Regions from separate parts of the Gossypium arboreum genome. Here region 2 is linked to region 1. Evidence: chromatin contacts called from public Hi-C data. All regions are on one chromosome and are shown on one strand. The core of a region is the stretch at or near the end of the contact, and the rest is flanking DNA. Distances in the headings are between cores, read along the strand shown. Region 1 holds the start of LOC108476827 (pentatricopeptide repeat-containing protein At5g66520). Region 2 holds the start of LOC108477454 (transcription factor BEE 2-like).

Evidence for each region. Hi-C and Micro-C count contacts between places; a contact is called where the count stands out from the background.
Region 2: a Hi-C map of leaf shows a contact between it and region 1, with 2.2 times the contacts expected there. The contact joins the promoter of LOC108477454 here to the promoter of LOC108476827 in region 1. A contact is called at or near these places in 2 of 5 Hi-C or Micro-C datasets (both in leaf).

The regions. Positions count from the first base shown.
Region 1 is chr12:15,522,192-15,526,610 of ASM2569848v2, forward strand. It overlaps LOC108476827 (pentatricopeptide repeat-containing protein At5g66520), which reads left to right and starts at 1,555. Exons shown (of 1, transcript XM_017779185.2): 1 at 1,555-3,862. The coding sequence starts at 1,583. The coding sequence ends at 3,451. LOC108476829 (phosphopantetheine adenylyltransferase-like) reads left to right here. Exons shown (of 6, transcript XM_017779186.2): 1 at 1-128; 2 at 226-297; 3 at 433-492; 4 at 601-695; 5 at 952-1,021; 6 at 1,143-1,420. The coding sequence ends at 1,271.
Region 2 is chr12:15,649,283-15,653,857 of ASM2569848v2, forward strand. It overlaps LOC108477454 (transcription factor BEE 2-like), which reads right to left and starts at 3,078. Exons shown (of 7, transcript XM_017780002.2): 1 at 2,034-3,078; 2 at 1,591-1,794; 3 at 1,363-1,497; 4 at 1,206-1,277; 5 at 887-1,093; 6 at 690-799; 7 at 1-556. The coding sequence starts at 2,411. The coding sequence ends at 725.

The DNA of each region.
Region 1 (4,419 bases), core at 305-2,804:
TGTTGGAAGAGCAAAAGGATCAATCCACTTTGGTGAACCCACAACTGTCGCCGCCAAATTCATATGGCGCCGTCGTTCTTGGTGGCACCTTTGACCGCTTGCACGACGGCCACTGCCTCTTCCTCAAAGTAAAACTGACATAATCATCTCTCTCTCAAACTATGTTTTACTTTTATTTCTTTATCCCAATATGATTCTAAGAGACAAAACTTTTGCTGGAAATAGTCAGCAGCGGAGATTGCCAGGGATCGAATCGTGGTGGGTGTTTGTGATGGTCCCATGTTATCCAAAAAACAGGTAATTTTTTTTTTTCTCATTCAATATGCTTTTTACTCTGAACTAATCTAAATCCTAAACTTGTTTACTTGGTTTAAAATGGATTAAGAGAAAAAGGCATTTGATTAACTGTAGCAATCCTTCTCTTATTGATAGTTTGCTGAATTGATACAACCCATTGAAGAAAGGATGCATAATGTTGAGAATTACATTAAGGTATGTAAGTATTTTTATGAGAAAAGACCATGAAAGAGTATTGGGGGGGGGGGTGATCAGTCATTCGATGATTTTCTCTATTAATAAATTTTGCTTATATTTTTGCAGTCTATCAAACCAAAGCTAGTAGTCCAAGTTGAACCTATTACAGATCCCTATGGACCTTCAATCATTGATGAACATTTGGAGGCCATTCTTGTCAGGTTTGTTACTGACTAACTTCTCAATACAAGAGAACTCTTTGGTAATCCACTTCACATGAATGCTTACTTTGCTTTCTTGATCTTGTGCTCTGAATTGATGTTTCCTTTCTGGATATGCCTCCTTTTCACAATGAATTAACGTTGATTCGGCTTGTTCGAGTTAGTAAAAGTGGCAACAAGAGATGAAGTACATCATATTAACCTTATATAATGCTAGTGAATCCTTCTTTGCCTAACTGCACTAGTTTCTTGACAGTAAGGAGACATTACCAGGTGGAGTCTCCGTTAATAAGAAAAGAGCTGAAAGAGGCCTTTCACAGTTAAAGGTTTGTTTTTGTCTGGTTAATTTCCATGCTGTTGGTAGTATTTGAAAGTAAGACAAATTTTGTTTATAATTTCACAAAATTTTTCAAGGAAAACGTCTTCATATGGTGCCATTTTCTGCAGATTGAAGTTGTAGATCTAGTTTCTGAAGGATGTACTGGAGGCAAGTTGAGTTCAACAACACTAAGGAAGCTTGAAGCTGAGAAAGCCAAAAACCAGGAGTCTGCCACAAGCTTGATGGTAACAAGCTGATATCATATCAATGGCTGCAAGAAAGGTGGCCATATTTCGATGGTTCTTTTTTTTTTTCCTTTTTCTTTTTGTGAAACTCCAACAGCAAAAATGTACAAGGACACCTGAAATTTAATAAAATTAAGCATGCAAGTGTCTTCTTATTAAAAGTATCAATATTGTTAAGATTTAAATAGCTTGACGAAAGATCAAATAAGGACCACATAAAGGAAATGCAAGGATAACCATATGTATGAAGTTATCAAAAACCTTATCTACATTTGTTAGATTAAATTGAGGAAAGAAACTATTTTTGCCTTACTAACCAATAAATGACACCCCTCACTTTATCTCCAACAAAGCAGCTGTCCCTGGAATTGAATGCCACCCAGACCTTACCTGTACTTGAACAATGTTCAACAATGGAGGAACTCAAGCAGATTCATGCACAGATGTTAAAAACAGGCCTTGTTGCAGATACCGTCTTAGTAAGCAAAGTCCTTACTTTTTGTGTGTCTTCGAAATATGGTAATCTAGAACACGCTCGGATGGTTTTTGATAGAGTAAATAGGCCCAATACTTTCATGTACAACACCATGATTAAAGGATACTCAGAGAACAACAAACCAGAAACAGCCCTTCTTTTATATCAGCATATGCTGGATCTTTCAGTTCCACATAATTCCTACACTTTTCCTTTCCTGCTTAAAGCTTGTTCCAGTTTGTCAGCTATGGAAGAAACCAAGCAAATTCATGCTCACGTTGTTAAGTTAGGTTTCCGCTCAGATGTTTATGCTGTGAATTCCTTGCTTCATGTCTATGCATCATCCGGCAGCATGGAAGCTGCGCGTTTGCTCTTTGACCAGGTCTTGAAACGAGACGTCGTTTCTTGGAACTTGATGATTGATGGCTATGCAAAGTGTGGCAAGATGGAAACTGCATATGAATTTTTCAAGAACATGCCAACGAAGAATGTCATCTCTTGGACAACTATGATATCTGGATATGTTGGGGCGGGCATGTACAAGGAAGCCTTGAATTTATTTCAAGAAATGCAGATTGAAGGTGTGCAACCAGACAAAGTTGCCCTTGCAAGCACTCTCTCTGCTTGTTCATATCTCGGAGCGTTGGATCAAGGGAGATGGATTCATGCATATATTGACAAGATAGGAATTGTGATTGATCCAATCTTAGGCTGCGCCCTTACAGATATGTATGCAAAGTGTGGTGACATGGAAGAAGCTTTAGAAGTTTTTAAGAAACAGAAGAAAAAGGAAGTTGCTTTGTGGACTGCATTGATTTATGGATTTGCAATTCATGGTCGTGGAAGAGAAGCGCTGGACTGGTTTGAGACTATGCAGAAGGTCGGAATCAAGCCAAACCATGTCACTTTTACAGCAATTCTGACAGCATGTAGCTACTCAGGACTGGTTGATAAAGGAAAATCATTGTTTGAGAGCATCGAACGAGTTCATAAATTAAGGCCAAGAATAGAGCATTATGGCTGCATGGTTGATCTACTAGGCCGAGCAGGGCTCCTGGAAGAAGCAAAGGGATTGATTGAGCTAATGCCTGTAAAACCAAATGCTGTTGTTTGGGGAGCATTGCTCAATGCCTGCCGGATTCATAAAAATGTCGAATTAGGTACAAAGGTAGGGAAACTGCTGCTTGAAGAAGATCCGGACCATGGTGGTCGGTATGTTCACTTGGCGAGCATTCATGCAGCAGCAGGGGACTGGGACCAAGCAGTTGAAGCAAGGAGGGAGATGAAAGAACGAGGGGTTTCGAAACTTCCGGGATGCAGTGCAATTAGTCTGAATGGGGTTGTCCATGAATTCTTGGCCGGGACCAAGTCCCATCCACAGGCAGCAGAGATTTACCGCATGTGGGACAATATAGCTGAAAGACTTGAAAAGGAAGGATATAAACCTGCATTGCAGAATCTACTGCTTGATCTGGACAATGAAGCCAAAGAAATGGCAATCAATCAGCACAGTGAGAAGTTGGCTATTGCATTTGGATTACTTAGAACTAAACCAGGGACAACTATTAGAATTATCAAGAATCTTCGGATATGCGAGGACTGCCACAGTGTAACAAAACTTGTGTCCAAGATATATGATAGGGAGATTGTCATGAGGGATAGAACCAGGTTCCACCATTTTAAGGATGGCAATTGTACTTGTGGAGATAAATGGTGAGGAAGGAGAGACCACAACATTATATTAACTCACCTGTTAGTACACCAACTAGGAGTAGTTAATGTATAAGCTTTGCTGAGCACAAGGCAAACACCTTCAGCTCCCAAAAATTAAAAGAATCCAATAGAGCAAATATGAAGCCCGGTGGTCCCTTCGGCATTTAGCCAAAAAAGTAGATATATTTGAGGCAACGAAGAAAGCATGGGAAGTAGCGGAGCTGCTTAAGAATGAAGCATTGCTAAGTTGAATCCACCCATTTTAGATGGACGTCACCGAAACCATATCGATGCTCATTTCTGCCGCACCAAAACCTGGAAAATAAACCCAACGCCTTATTGGGGGAGGCCCCAAAATTAAAGTAAATAAAACGTAATAAAGAAAAATAGGATCTCTTCGGTTTTTTCAAAATAATTTTTATTTCAGGGTAGTATTTGATATATATTTATAATGTCTTTTTTTTCATTCTATAAGTAATTTTAAAAATTATGTATTTTTTAAAAATATTTATTTTTAATATTTTACTATACACCATCGGATACTTGTTAACCTCTTAATTCTATTTGTGAAATTTTAAAATTCCACAAACAGTGTATCAAATTTTTTCATTTATTTTCATTTTAGAAGTATATTTATTTTTATTTTTGAAAATTGAAAAACAACTTTAATAAATGAGATTAAAATTTGTTTCAATAAATAAAATATGAAAACGCACTTGGTAATATTTTCAAAACATGAGAAAATAAAATTGTTAAAATATTAACTTGTGTAAAGGTTGTATTATGATTTGTGTCAACGTGGACAACATCTTAAATAACATTAGTCTGTTTTTTGCCCATCATTACATAACATTAGTTTAGATTGGGTTTTTTGACGACGTCCTTGTACAATCATTACTTGAATATTATGCTGCAAAAGCATAACATGTGTGATGCCTTATAAATAGATTATGGAAGGCTTATCTCTTACAA
Region 2 (4,575 bases), core at 1,828-4,327, 130 kb after region 1:
GGGCCATTTCTTCCCCTAGCTCCTGCCCTTTCAACTCATCTCTATCATCTTTGTTGACCCCCCAACAATGACTTAAAGTTTCCAACACAATGCCTCCTCTGTCATTTTCTATTCCCATCTGCTTTTTTATGCTAGTCTTAGCGTGGTCCTGTACACTTTCTCTCCTTTTACAGCCTACAAAGACATATCTATATTCATTGTATTGAGTAAACATACAGACAAGAAACATATCTCTAGTCATTATACAAGTGGAAATATGTAAAAACTTATGATGGTTGATCATATAGATGATATTTTATTCCAATAGTGGGGCTATACATGAAGAACAAGACTTTGTTCATTGAGTAATTTTTTGGAGTTTTCGTAGTAATAAGTTCTGTAAGAATTAACATGGTGAATAATGTCCAAAAAAAAAAAAAAACATCATCTTTATACTTCTAGGATTTCAGGAATGGTAACTATAAGAATCACTGAAATAAAGACTGTAAAGAAGGTGAATAGTAGCATTTAAAATTCCAATCCCTCTTGAAGTTTGACGTGATTCCAAGAATAGTATCTGCAGAAAAACCAGTAAACAAACAGTCCTTAGCTGCTAACATACTCATGCCCGACTCTCACACCGGAGTCCAGGTAACACATATGTACAAAGGAATTGGAAAAGAAAATAAGAGTAATATTGCTAGAGCTACCTGTTGATGTTGGAGACAAAATTAGTTGATCATTCTTAATGGAACCCCATATTGTACAAATTGTAAAGACCTTGAGGATCCATGTTCCAAGTTGAAAAAGGTTGCAGCTGCTGTGATGAGTTTGAGCCATTTTCAGAACACCATACAGGAAATCAGGGAAAAAGGGTATTTAACATCATAAAAGCAGGAAACATTACAGTTATGGTGGATGAGCTGAGCGCTTGTTCTGGGATAGAAACAGAAGCACTTGCAATTCCTTCAGTTGCTGTTAGGGGAGGATGCATTGTTTCATTTAACATGCAATTTACAGCTTCTTTTTGCATTGAATTTAACTGAAAGCAGGTCAAATTGGGCATTGCTGGTAACTTAGCGGCTGCTGGAAAATTGGCGACGTAAGAAGGAAGCTTCATTGCATGATTATTTAAGCATGAGTCAGTCGTAAAAGAAGTCACTTCTTGTAATTCATTTTCTCCAATAAACAGTGACAAATGACAATTCTCGAGGCTGTTTTCTTACCTCTTTTATAGGCAGGTTTTCAACATTGAATTCAGCACTTGAATTTAGAGCAGCGATTTTCATAGACAAGAACTGCAAGAATATTAAATTACAACCTGATAAGTTAAACAGAAAAATGTAGTAAAATATTCAAGTCTAACAAGATCAATATGCATACCTCAACTTGTCTTTGGAGAGATTGAACATAGTTGATTATTTCATCAAGCATTCCAGCTTTCCCTGTGACCGTATTGCAACCAGGGACTAAATCTTGCAAACATTTCATCTTCTTACTGATCTTTTCCCTTCTGGCCTGTATATTAAAGACAGGTAAAGGCCATACCAGTTAAAATAACTAGTAATTTTCCTTAGCAATTACAACTCGAGACACAAAATTCGAACTTACTCTTTCTGCCAAGCTGTGACTGTCAGTAGCCTGGCCACGGCGCGCCCTTACATGAATGTAATCCGGCTTCTGAACCTCACAAGCCTTGGAATTCTCCTTTGAAGAATTCCTGGAGACTTGTGTACTGCATTTTGTTTTCACCTCAGATTCCCCTTCCAGTTCACCTTTGATCCTCTTATCTTTGCTTTTACGCTCTGCAACAACCTGCACATCAAGAATGACACTACATATTGAACTGATTTGATCTAGTAATTCACATGAGTAAACAATTCATACATATTTTGCTTTCCTTAATCAAAGAAAAACCTTAGCATCGTATTCATTAAATTTATTCAGAAGCTGAAACACCTTAGCATCGTATTGATTAAATTTAATCAGAAGCTGATAAATTCGTTCTTCAAAGTGAATAAATTTGGAGTGAAGACAAAGTCAGAAACCTCAGCTTTTCTCTTGGTAAAACTCTCTCTGCTGCCACTGCCAGGGGTGGATTCCATTTTCTCCAAAATCATATCCTCTCTTTCCTCTTTCATAGCAGCAGCATGGAAAGCTGTCATCTGACAGCTAGAAGTCCGAGAAATGCAGTAACCGGGAGCAGCATCAGGCGGCACCAAATTCAACTTTTCACTGTCACCAAACTCTGGTCCTCCACCCACTGGAAAGTAGACAAATTCGTGAAAACCATCACCACTCAAATAAGCTTCTGGTCTTTTCAGCTCAACTATTGGTCCACTACCTAAATAACTCTGAAACAGAGGCACTGAACTTGCACATAATTCAAGGGGATAAGTTGCTTGTTGTCTGTCGAGCAGTGTCACGTCCATCCCGTTATAGGGTACAGCTTTCCAGGGACTGGAAACTGGAAGGAGGAGAATGGGATTCTTTTGCTTTCCTCTCTAAAGATTTTGAACACCCTGGTCGCCTAAGGTGAAGATGAATTTGTAAAGGATATATAATAATAATAAATTATATATAAAGAGAAGGATTTGGGTAGAAGAGAGGCAAAGAATCAGAAAAGAATGTAAGCCATTAACGAGAGCTTGTGGCCTATGGGACCCAGTGACATAAACGCCATGTGAGAATGTCAGTTTATAACAGAAAACGGAGAGGCTCCCTCCAAAGGGTTTCGGGTAATCTTTTCTAGGTTTGTTGAAGGTAATTCAATTTGAAGTTGAGGTGATATTTGGAGGCTTCCCACCTGCAGATTAAGATTTTTGATTTGGTGAGTTTTCAACGTCTCCCAAAGTCTTTGGCTCTAAACAAAATAAACAATCAAATCAAGTTGTTTGATGAACCTTCTATTAAAGTATTAATTTCCCTTTTTAGAAAAATAGTTCTAGTTTGATAATATTAATATTATTTTTTGATAAATATCAGGAACAGCACAAGAAATGACAGAATTTTTAATCACCGTAGTCGATTAGTTTTATCAGGAACAGGGAAGAAACAGGAGAGCAAAGTCTACACGATTTCGTTATACTCAGGAACAGGACAAAAAAAAAAAGAAAAAAAAGGAGATACGGAACAAATGGGAGTAAAGCAAGCAAAAACGACGTCGTTGTACACAACAAGCAATAACACTTGAGGGATTCCGACCCAGAATTAAGGTGGGCCATATGCAATAGCCAACTAAGCTACTCCAGCTTTTTTTCATTTTTAGTTCTGACTGAGGGTAAGAAATGTGAAAATGGAGAAAGTAACTTGATTTTCCTGTATTGCTCCTCCAGATTTAGATAAAAGAAAGCCAAATCTCAACTTATCTATTTCAAGTTTACATAAACAAATCAGTTTTTGAATCCGGATAAAGCCTAAGTGCAGCAGCAAGCAAGTAAATGTTTCTAACATTTCAAAGCAACCGGCATGCAAGGATACTTTGCAATATCCTGTGACTGATTCGGGGACAAACCTGCTTAACATGTATGCACTTCCACAGGTATTTATATTGGTTTTTTTATATAGCTTGAAGCTCATTGAGGATAAGAGATTATGGGCTGCTTAATAAAAAAAAAAAACTTTAATTTTCAAGTCAAAATATATTTGCATGGGATATATTGAATGGATTATACGAGTGACCCACCGGCAACGTGTGACAATTTAAGGCAGAATATAAACAAATCCCCCGACCAGCTTTTTCTTTTCATCTAAGAAAGAAACTCACGTCACATGATACATGACAGCAAGCATCTTCATGTTCTATTCTATACTTGAAGTTTTTATTCAAAAGAGCTAAAAATGAAGATGATAAGAGGAGTTTCAACTTTTTCATTACCATATACTTGCACTAGAGATGCGACTATAGGTTTATATTTTTCAACTATATCTTTTTATAATAAAGTTGAGAGTGTCCTAAAAGTTGTTTGAAGGTCTAATTTTCTTTTTAGTCAAAGATATAATTTCATTAAAGACATCAACGATAATAAAATTTTACTTTATTTGAGGTTGGATTCAACTCAACCTCAAATTTTATTAAAATCCAATTTTACTTCCCCATAATAGAAGGTATTAGACTTAAGAAAACCACTTATGTTTAGTTTGTTTCTTGAATACCAATTTTCACTATTATATTTACTTAACTAGTAGGAGATGGATTCAATGATGAGCCATTTTTTTTCCTTATAAATTTTCAAGAACTTCATGGTGGATTAACCGTGAGCTCACTAATAACGGGACAAAAGAAGGAAAAAAAAAAACAGACACTATAACACTAACAAATTATGCAGATAAGATATAGTTTCTAAATCTAAGGGCCCAGCTATAGTTAGATGTAAAATAAATAGCTTGAATAATGGGGTATAAGTGATATTGGACAGGAAGGCTGATTCTTAAGTAATTTTAAATCCAAAAGAAAATTATTTGACCTAACAGACCCATTTATCTGAGGCATAAAATATTTTTATTCTGTCCTTATAAGTGATGGTAGGGTAGACCATGCGTAGGGTGTGTTGAAAGGAGGTTCACCAACTTCATGTGGGTATGTCTCTACAAGAT